Regions from separate parts of the Mus musculus genome. Here regions 2 and 3 are each linked to region 1. The links are chromatin contacts, called in public Hi-C maps. All regions are on one chromosome and are shown on one strand. The core of a region is the stretch at or near the end of the contact, and the rest is flanking DNA. Distances in the headings are between cores, read along the strand shown.

Region 1 (3,304 bases), core at 468-2,967:
ACAACACACAGGAGAAGATGTCTAAATTACCAGTGCAAGTTTTTTGAGTGTGGTTTCACTGCAGTGCAGTGCACACATCTAGGCGTTTGATGTTGCTTCATAAGGTTCCTTTTTAGTTATGATAGTTACGATTTAATTATATATTTACTGAAGTACTGTAGCTCATAATAACTCCTCTTTCTTTGCATATTATACCATATTGTATATTGTACCAATAAGAGAATTAGGCCATGCTAGCCCACAGCATAGAGATACGTTTATACCTTGCTATTGTATAAAATAGCTATATATAAACAGTTACATACGCGATTTTGAACGCAAACATATATAAACTCACCCTTGAGTCAGTAGTGTCTAAGGCCAGTTATTTCAGCCCCAATGAAAAGATACAGGATACATAAATATGAGCTGGTTTATGCAATTTCTACACTGTAAGTGGCTGGCTATTCCAGGTGCCATTTAAAGATAAACCTGTCTCCATGCCTACAAAATATTTTAAAACTTTTCATACTAGATTCAACATCTCAGTTCCATTTGGGAGTGTCTGATAAAAAGTGGAATTGGATGTGAAGACTGTGAAACACCTTTTGAAAAGCAGCAGCTTGATCTATTTTGGTGAAAAGCTGTAAGAGTCTGGAGTTTAACATGGTACAAAAGATTATAGATGGGTTCTTAAAAATGCCTGATGTATAAATTTTATCCCCACAGTTGCTCTATGAATTATTTTTTAAAGATTTATTTATTTATGTATGTGAGTATACTGTAGCTGTGCAGATGTTGTGAGCCTTCATTGTGGTTGTTGGAAATTGAATTTTTTTAGGACCTCTGCTTGCTCCAGTCGGCCCCACTCACTCAGTCCCTGCTTGCTCAAGCCCAAAGATGTATTTATTATTATACATAAGTACACTGTAGCTCCTACCTTAGCCTCAAGAGAGCTAGGATTACAGGCATGCCCTGCTAAAGTGTTATCTTAAAAAAAAAAAGATATTATTTGTGTGTAGTTGTGTACACGTGTGTAGGGGTATATGTATGTGAAAGCAGGTACCCAAAAGAGTCCAGAAGGTTTAATATTAAATTATCATCATCATTATCATCATCATGACAGGGTCTTAACTATGTAGCTTTGCAGCCCTGGTATTCACTATGCAGAGCAGGTTGGCCTTGAACTCACAGAGCTCTTCCTGCCTCTGCATGTACCACTAAGCTTGGCTTCCCTAGAGTATACTTATAGGATGTTGTGAACCACCTACCTCAAGTGCTGGAAACCAAATTAGGTTCCCTAAAAGGGCTCAGAGTGCTTTTAACCTGAGTCATCTCTCTAGCCTCAATTACAAGTTTTTATGGAGGACGTGAGAGCTGCAGATGCCAGATGACTCAGTGATCCAGCCTTCCAGAGTAATCAGTGGAGTGTAGAACATTAGTGCTCTTGGCCTGGAAGAGACAGCAGGCCAAAAGGAAACCTCTCTCACTTATCTTGGCTTCCCATCGCCTCCGCTTTATCTAGGATGGAACTGTTATGCTGGAAGTCACCATGCATTGATTACAAAGAGAAGTGGAGACCCATAACCGAGAAGACACTAACAAGGCCACTCAGAGAAGAAGTAACAACACGGCCCTTCACTTCAACCTCAAGGGTACTCAGCTGAACATGGACTGGATTGTGTACAACCATGAGACTGAGCAAAGTTGGAGTTCTCAGAAGAACGTCTTACAATCTCCCATATTGCAATAAGCCCGAAATTCCTTACAACCACATATTCATTTTTTGATAAATGAGTACATTACCACAAGAAAGAATTCCCAACTCCAGAAAAAATATTGAAATTGGGCAAAGCTGCAAAGTACGAGAGGGAAAAATGATTAGAACCATATGATCTGACCATATGTTCCTGCAGGCATTTGTAAGCAAAGTAAACATTGAAATTTGTCCTGAATGGGTCACTTTTGAGAGGAAAGGCAGCAGGGAAAACTTCATGTTTTAGCTGAGTCTTTCATATAAAGTGTCAATTGGTGGATATTATCATAGAACTTGCTATGTTTGTTTTAAACAGGCAAAGAGAGTTTAAGTGGATCTACTGAGTTTTGAAAACAGGGACATAATAGCTGCCAGAAATGCATGGAATGTAGCCGTGTATTTCAGGGTACGCTCGAGGTCTGGGGTAAATACATACTAGTCACTGCTAGCCAACATTAGAGACAGATATTAGCAGGATAGAAAGGAACATGATGAACCTTCTGGGAATCAGTTGGGAAAGCACAACAGGTGGTAAGCAATGTGGTAAGTCCACACAAAGGGGATGAGGTCATTTGTATACAGGCACCGCTATTGTCTTTTCAGAACAGCTGCTAAAGCCCCCTCCCTTTTATCCCGTGAGCTGTCCCCATGAGTTACTGCCCATCCTCCTCACAGGCTGAGCCTGCTAACACAGGAGTGGATTCCCAAACCTTTGCCGCAGTTCTCTTTGCAGTGGTGATCAGAAACAGATGGATCAATGCCTTGTCTGTGCCAGCATGGTGTGGATATTTGCACAGTTCTTTGTTTTGGAATAAACTGAACTTGAGGTTCTGGCTTGGTTTTTAATTCGAAATTTTTAGGATGGTGAGAATTTTCTTTAAGAGATGTGATTTTCCCTCTGTGTACCATGTATATGCTTGGTTCTTGAGGAGGCAGAAGAGGGTGTTGGTTCCCTTGGAACTGAAGTTACAGACAGCTTTGAGCTGCCATGTGGGTGCTGGGAATCGAACCCAGGTCCTCCGGAAGAGCAGCCAGTGCTTGAAACCCAGCTCCAGACCAGTGAAATTATTTAAAAAAAATAATTTCAATATTGCTTTTCAGTTCAGAATTCCCATGAAAATGAAAAAGAAGACTTATTCACTTAAAAATTTCAGAAAACCGTAAGCAATTTAGCAACTAACTTACGTTCAATCTTTAGGAAAGCCCAGCGAGCTGCTGTCATTTGGGAGAGTGTAAGCAGAACTATCATAGAGAACACACATTTTTGTTTCTGCTCCGTACTGACTCACTTAAGCTCTGACAAAGGGATTTTGTTAAATCTAATCTAACTAGCATTTAGGAACACTTTAGATTTTTATCAGCCCAATAGTCTCAGACAAAGCTTTAAGACTATTCCTGAAAATAAGGTTAAATATGATTTAGAGAAGGCATATCACAGAAATAATCATGTTAATTTTCTTTAAAAGTAGTCCTGATTGCACATAGGTTTTTTGTTATGAGACAGGCTGGCCTTAATTCCAGGGTTCAAGTGTTGTTTTGTTTTGTTTGTTTGTTTGTTGCCTCAGGCTC
Region 2 (3,320 bases), core at 672-3,171, 530 kb before region 1:
ATATAAATATTGGTCATTTTCTGGGTTTTCAATGAACTCTGTTGAGTGGGTACCATAGTCTAATCTTAATGTTAAACAGTGAGTGTGAGCTCTTAAACCATTTCTCTGGTCGCACAGTGTAGGGTGCTCTGAGATAATAAACTGAAGGAGTGAAGGAACGTGCCACGGTTTTTATTCATTTGATATTAACTTGTTTGTTTGTGTGGTCATGAATAGATCACTTACTTAAAAGTTTTTTACTAGCCGGGCATGGTGGCGCACACCTTTTATCCCAGCACTCTGGAGGCAGAGGCTGGCGGATCTCTGAGTTCGAGGCCAGCCTGGTCTACAGAGTGAGTTCCAAGACAGCCAGGGCTACACAGAGAAACCCTGTTCTCGTAAAACCGAAATAAATAAGTAAATAAACGTTTTTTATTAATGTTAAAATGTTGTTCAATTTTTTTTTTTAATTCAGTAGAATTTCTCCCATTTTCTCTTTTGTGTTCTTTTCTCCCTCTGTGTACTAGAGCCATGTAGCCATCCCAGCTCCTTGGTACAACCCCCTGGCAGCCTTATTTCTCCCTACTTCTCCTCACCCCTCATTCTAGCCACAAACTGCCCTTTTAGAGTAAATTATACTTACTGTACATACAAGCTTTGTAATAGTGACTTTCTTTTTAAATTTTACTCTTATAAATCAGGCTCCTAAATCCAAAATTCATTTTAGCTTCCAGGAAGTACTTGTATTACACATTAAAATAGCATACAGTACTTTAAGAGTAAGGAACAGGTGAGGATATTCTGAGAATCAGGAGAGAACAGCTAGAGAATTAACTGTTGTGCTATTGACACAAGTATAATGTGTTATGTATAAATATATGTTCAAAACAGTCACATGATGGCAGACCACCAATTCTCTTGGAGGTATACTTTTAATTCTCCTTGACACTGGAGAACACCAGATGGTGAGTTCTGGACCATTCTGTGTGCTGTAGCAGAACATCACTAATAACTGTCTCCACCTGAAAAACATGGATTGTTTTCCTCCTCTGTACCCGTAGTGGTTACTGTGGTACCAGGAAGCTTTCTTAGAAAAAGCAACCAATGCTTTTGCTAGATTTCTGTTGCAATGTTTTGTCATCTGCTGCCTTCCCAAGGAGCAACAATCACAGCAATAAGAACTGCAGTTGGGATCATCCTTGGAGATTCTGCCTCTGTTTAAGTCCGCGCAGTTGTTTGGTAAAGCGTGTCCAGCCTCCATGTCCAGAGCTAATTTTCTTTCCTTCCATCTCCTGCTGAGATCCCAGGCCTGTGCAGCCTGGTCTGCGGGTCAGAAGGCACTGTCTCACACCAGGGCGCTGCTGTTTCCTTTTCCTACTGAGTAGATTGCAGAATATACTGGAACATGCCTGAGAAAAGGTCAGAAAGAAGGCTGAGAGTCCAGGAACTGCAGCTGGGAAGCTTGTCATCCTCATCTGTGAGGGAAAGGAGGCGGGCTAGGGGCCTGAGGGAGGGAGAGCAGAGCTGGAGGGAGGGAGGGAGGGACAGACACTCCCTTTCTGACCAAAAGCAACCCATATACTAGAAATTCCAGTTTGTACTGAGCACTTAAAAAAAATAAATATACATATATATGTTTTAAAGGATTTTATTTGATTTTGATTAAATAATAGTTGAGATTTAGTTGAGAATGCTTTAATGTTAAATTAGACCACAAGCAAGAGCTAAGCATGCTTTCTAGCTTTGCAGAGCTCAGCTATCCAGTGATTGTTTTAGGACAAGCTACCATTGTATTCTTTTTAACAGAGTCAAGAAGTCAACTTTTCAACTCCAGAATTAACTTAAAACTCTTTGGTAAATTTTGCTGCTTTATACCCGCCAAGTCCAGGGCCGGATAGTAAAAGCAGACCGGCAGTTTTGCTTTTGTGTGGGACGGACTGTGCGCATGCGCAGAGGCTCTGAGCGCTTCTTACCCAGCTTTCCTCTGGGACTGGGTAGACAGGAGGACGCTTGTACGCTGTCCTCAGAATAGCGAGAGTGTTGGGAGGAGGATGGAGATGAGGAAATATTGGGAGAAAGGATGTTTCTATAGGGTTGGGAGTGCCAGGAACCCGCGAGTTTGGGTTTGAGGGGTACCCTTGTTATTTTAATTTCCAAATACAATTTCCATTACTTGCAGCCAGGAGCTTGATGGGGTGAGAAGCAGAGCCCCTCAACTGTGGCAGATCCCTTTAGTCTGTGGAGATTGATGAAAACGGACTGGACTGAGGCATCTGGTTTGCTGAGACATGGATGGTGTCTGTCATAAGCCCTTTTAAATAGCCTGCCTGATGCCTGATGTGGGTTAGGGCCCTATGTCTAAGGAGCACAGGAAAACCCAGAAAACTGCAGACCTCCTAACTATGCTGTCCCATGGGCACGCTAATTTGCTCTTGTAAAGGAATCTTAACATCTCTATGCCTGTTTGTCCTCGGATCCCCAGTGACCTCCTAAGAGGCTCACCGGACACCCCATTGTTCGTTGTCTGTGTTCTTTCTCACAGCCCTCTTTCTTAAGGAGTCTTTCTAAGGCTCCCACTCATGACCACGTGTATCTCACGCTTCTGCTAACCTGGCACGGGTTTTCGGCTGTCTCCCACTCTGAGTTCCCCCTTGCAGGAGATTCCAGAGCTGTGACTGCTGCACATCATGCTTGGTGGTTTTCTTTTCCTTACTTCATGGTGTGATTGGGCAGCAAAGAGGATCAGGAGGAGCGATGGCCTCATTCATTTGTTCATTCGTTTCCTCTCACGTGTCCTGAAGAAGTCCATGCACAGAGTATGCTGATAGTAGCTCTAGCGTTCAGCAGAATGTGAAGTGCTCAGCACTTTCGGGGTCTTGCTTCCCTTAGAAATGTCTCGTGCTTGGCAGTTTGCCTCGTTCACATGTTCTCACTTCCCTGCATCCAGAAGCTGGGAATCCAGTCCTGGCAGCTTCTGCACAGAGGCTAAAGATAAAGCAGAAAGGAGCCAAGCTTCCTCCCACATTACCTGGGAGTTGCTGTTGATGGCTTTTCCACAAATGTCCGGGTTTGTCAAAGCCCAGTAAATCTTGGAAAGTTTATTTTCCTTGTAGCATCTGTGTTTTATAATGGGTCTTTTAATTTGTTTTTACTCTGTCTGCAGGGATTTCTTTTGTCCGGAGTTTTCAGACTCTTGGCTTTTTTTCCTTTCCTGTGGAAGTGAGTCCGTTAATGATGACTGGTTTGGGAATATGACGCTCTGCAAACCTGACCTGGGATGCCGCTCCTCCGGAGCAGCCACAAAGCACGCTGGTGCTTCCCCTCTGTCCATTTTCATCCTC
Region 3 (3,272 bases), core at 246-2,745, 560 kb before region 1:
TAAGGCTCAAGAAAATAGGAATATATTCTGATGTATAATAAGAATAACTTAAACATTTGGAAAAATAAGGGACTTATAAACATATACTTAAATATAAGTATATTACAATTTTCTATTTGATAACACAGACCTACTGCAGATTGTAACGTTACAGTAATTATTTTGGGGATTATGACATAGGCTCTGTTGTGCAGCTCAGGCCTGAGGCCTGGCGTTTTGTTGGTGCAGGCATGCCCAGGTCACAGTGTTCAACACTGAAACCGGAGGGAGAGAGCCATAGGCACTTCCATAATCCTAAAAACCTCAGAGTTCAATCTTTTATTCTCTAACTGCTGAGGTTAGGTGGCTGCATGTATGTTAAAGGAAAAAATGAGTCAGAAGTGCAATGTATGTGTGTAATATCGTCCTTCTTTTGAACCTATGTTGGTTACAGATATAGACAACTCTAGGAATGACATCAACTCAATCATCTCTTTTGTTTTCTTAGCGCTGTTTCCTTCAGTGTTTCTCACAGGATGTTTTGTAGTGCATTTTATAAAGATTTACATTCTTGTTTCCTAAATCGGAAGAGTACATTGATGGGGTTGATTATCAGTGTCTTTAAAAAGCCTAAGTGACTGCTGGAGAAATTCATGCTCTAGGGTTAGATGCTTAGGCCGGAAATAGGGAGCGTGCGTTATGTGGCTCTAGCTACAACATGGCAAACAAAAACAAACAAACAACAACAACAAAACCAAAGCTTCCGAGAGGGGGAGAGACAGAGAGACAGACAGATAACTGTGGTGGGAGAAAGCAATTCAGAAGTGGACTCTGTGTACTTGGGGACTTTGAGCTTTGAGACCACTGGTTTTCTATCAATACTGAGATTCTACTTTTTATTTATTTTACAAATTTGACTTTGTGCCACTGAAAGTTTACAAGTATAGGTCAGATATAACACCTTGCAAAAATTAATGATAAAATATAATTGGTAAATCTTGTTTTATGAGTACTACAGTGTGATGTCCCATTAAGACTTGTGTCTGACCCTGTCCTCTGCTTATGACTCTTTTGGAAGAGAGTGTGAATAACTGGTAATTTGTCTTTGAATTCCCGTGTGTGTACATGTTGAAGAACCATTCAATTAGATAGGTGTTATAAATAGGATTTTGGAAAAAAGGGCAAATCATGTTTCCAAGATTTTATAGCCTGTGCTCACTGCTGTTTTGCTAGTCTTTAATTTCACTCTTTGGTCTGACCAGCTTCGCCCATGTGAAAAGACTTAGCTCTGCAGAAGCCACAACAGCCTCAGCTAAGCTCACTCTCTGCAGCCCCCTCAGACGCTAGAGAACACCACGTACTATCAGGGCGTCAGCCCCCACCCGCCAACACTGAAGCTCATCTATCAAACTTGAGGCTTCAAGTGAGCGAGAGGAAGCTTCCAGATAAACACACAGCAGCGCCTAAATAGCTAATCACTCTGGGCTTCCGCTTCCAGGCCCTATAATTAGAAGCCCTTCTTTTCCTTGTATTCCCAGATGACGCAAATGCTTTTTGTGGCTTGGCACCTCGTTTGGGGCGTGGGTTTAGTTTATGGCCAGGCCAGCGTCTGGTTTAGTCTTCTGATGCTGCATAAATAGTTCTCAAGCCGCAGTCTATGCTGTATGACTTTTTCCTTTTATGTATATGTGCTTTAAAACTTGTTTTCCAGAAAAAAAAAAAGAGCTTACTGTTTTCAGTACGTATGTAAAAGAGGAAACTGTATATTAAGAAAAGCACTTGATTCTGTAGACAGGCACTAGCTGTTTCTTCCTTTCCTCTGCCTTTTCAAGTGCTTATGTTCTAAACGTTTTGTGGAGCGTATAGACTCATTACAGACTAGGAAGCCAAATTTGGATGAATGGAAGAGGACAGCATCTGAGGTAGGATTTGTGTGCATATAGAGGTGCAGATGGTAAGGACTATTGCTCTACAAGAGAGGTTGACTTAGAAACAACCAGAAAGACCATATTTAAAATGCTCAGCTGTGATTGCTACTCACATGTAGAACAGTAGTGGCCTGATTCAGTCAGCCCTTCATTTACATGCTCATTCTGAGGAGAATGTTGTGAGTGTACATTTACACACACACACTCACCCTCTCCCTCTCCCTCTCCCTCCCTCCCTCCCTCCGTTCCTCCCTCTCTCCCTCCCTCCCTCCCTTCCTCCCTCTCTCTCTCCCATTACAAAATGTTTCTGTTGTTTGTTAAGTGCCCCAAACTGATTTTTGTGGAAAGGTAGAATCAGAAGATGGCAGCTGAGTTGGCTTATTCAGACTTCTGTGACTGAGCAGAAAGCAGGAGTGGGAACAGCATGCATGCCTTGAGTCTCAGCATGGCTGGGACGGAGCATAGACACACACAGGGTGGCTCTCAGTAAGACAGGCATGTGAGGGCACCTCATGGCCATTCCTAGATATGGTGGGAGAGAACCTAATGTGTCTATTAATTATTACCCATTATTAAATTAATATAATGGTTGCTACTTTTCATTGATTAAAATGTATATAGCCAGAAAAATGGTTAGCCAGGGAAATCTCACCTTTAGATGGACTGTATCCTCCCATGTTAGTGATAGGCCTTACTTCTGTGCCACTTACTCATGCCCTTTATTACTGTGTGTCAACAAAACACTCAACACAATAAAAGAAAAGAACAGACCTTGGAAGTTAGGTGTGTGCAGCATGCACTATGGAACAGTCAATTTAGAATAAAAAGGGATTATTTCTCAGAACAACAGCTTAAAGCTCAATATTAAAAAGAGAATTTTCTTATTTCCCTAGAAGGGCAGATACCATGACCAAGAAGGCCATTTCCATCTGTTGCACTATGGCTCTGCCAACCCTGGGATTTCCTCAAAAACGGGAAACTCAACTGCTAATTTACGGTAGCTGGAAACCGTGTTCTCATTCTTCCCCAGCCCACTTAAAATAATTCTAAAGCGCCAGCCTGTGGTGGGACATGCCTTCCCCCAGCGCTCTTGTGTCATTAGGCTAAAGATTTAGGTGCTTTGGGGATGATGCAGAGGCAGGAGGATCTCTGAGTTCGAGGCCAGCCTGGTCCACAGAGTGATTTCCAGGACAGCCAGGGCTACACAGAGAAACCCTGTCTCGAAAAATGATGATGATGGTGGTGGTGGTGATGATGGTGAGGAAGAGGAGGAGGAAGAGGAGGAGAAGGAGGAAGAGGAGGAGGAGGAAGAGGAGGATAGTTGTAGTAATAGTAGTAGTATAGTAAGAACCCAAAGTAAAAATA

What was found. A called contact is a pair of places that touch in the nucleus more often than the background predicts.
Region 2: a Hi-C map of muscle stem cells shows a contact between it and region 1, with 2.8 times the contacts expected there. The contact joins two enhancer-like sites. A contact is called at or near these places in 1 of 39 promoter capture datasets (cranial neural crest), 4 of 484 Hi-C or Micro-C datasets (adipose-derived mesenchymal stem cells, cerebral cortex, cortical neurons and 1 more) and 2 of 115 datasets of contacts at active chromatin or transcription factors (bone marrow-derived macrophages and embryonic forebrain).
Region 3: a contact with region 1 is called in a Hi-C map of pancreatic cancer cells. The contact joins two enhancer-like sites. A contact is called at or near these places in 2 of 39 promoter capture datasets (cranial neural crest and maxillary cranial neural crest), 1 of 484 Hi-C or Micro-C datasets (pancreatic cancer cells), 1 of 115 datasets of contacts at active chromatin or transcription factors (the NIH/3T3 cell line) and 1 of 9 other capture datasets (adipose tissue).

The regions. Positions count from the first base shown.
Region 1 is chr11:86,049,279-86,052,582 of GRCm38.p6, forward strand. No RefSeq gene overlaps it. Among named protein-coding and RNA genes, the nearest start is that of Gm20759, 27 kb to the left of the region's middle. Within about 2 kb of position 1,718, at least 88 of the 459 cell types and tissues checked have an H3K27ac peak or open chromatin away from gene starts, as enhancers often do. A contact at or near this core is called in muscle stem cells, where this site is marked.
Region 2 is chr11:85,522,445-85,525,764 of GRCm38.p6, forward strand. All of the region lies in intron 15 of Bcas3 (breast carcinoma amplified sequence 3), which reads left to right. Among named protein-coding and RNA genes, the nearest start is that of Bcas3, 170 kb to the left of the region's middle. Within about 2 kb of position 1,922, at least 82 of the 459 cell types and tissues checked have an H3K27ac peak or open chromatin away from gene starts, as enhancers often do. A contact at or near this core is called in muscle stem cells, where this site is marked.
Region 3 is chr11:85,490,971-85,494,242 of GRCm38.p6, forward strand. All of the region lies in intron 13 of Bcas3 (breast carcinoma amplified sequence 3), which reads left to right. Among named protein-coding and RNA genes, the nearest start is that of Bcas3, 140 kb to the left of the region's middle. Within about 2 kb of position 1,496, at least 69 of the 459 cell types and tissues checked have an H3K27ac peak or open chromatin away from gene starts, as enhancers often do.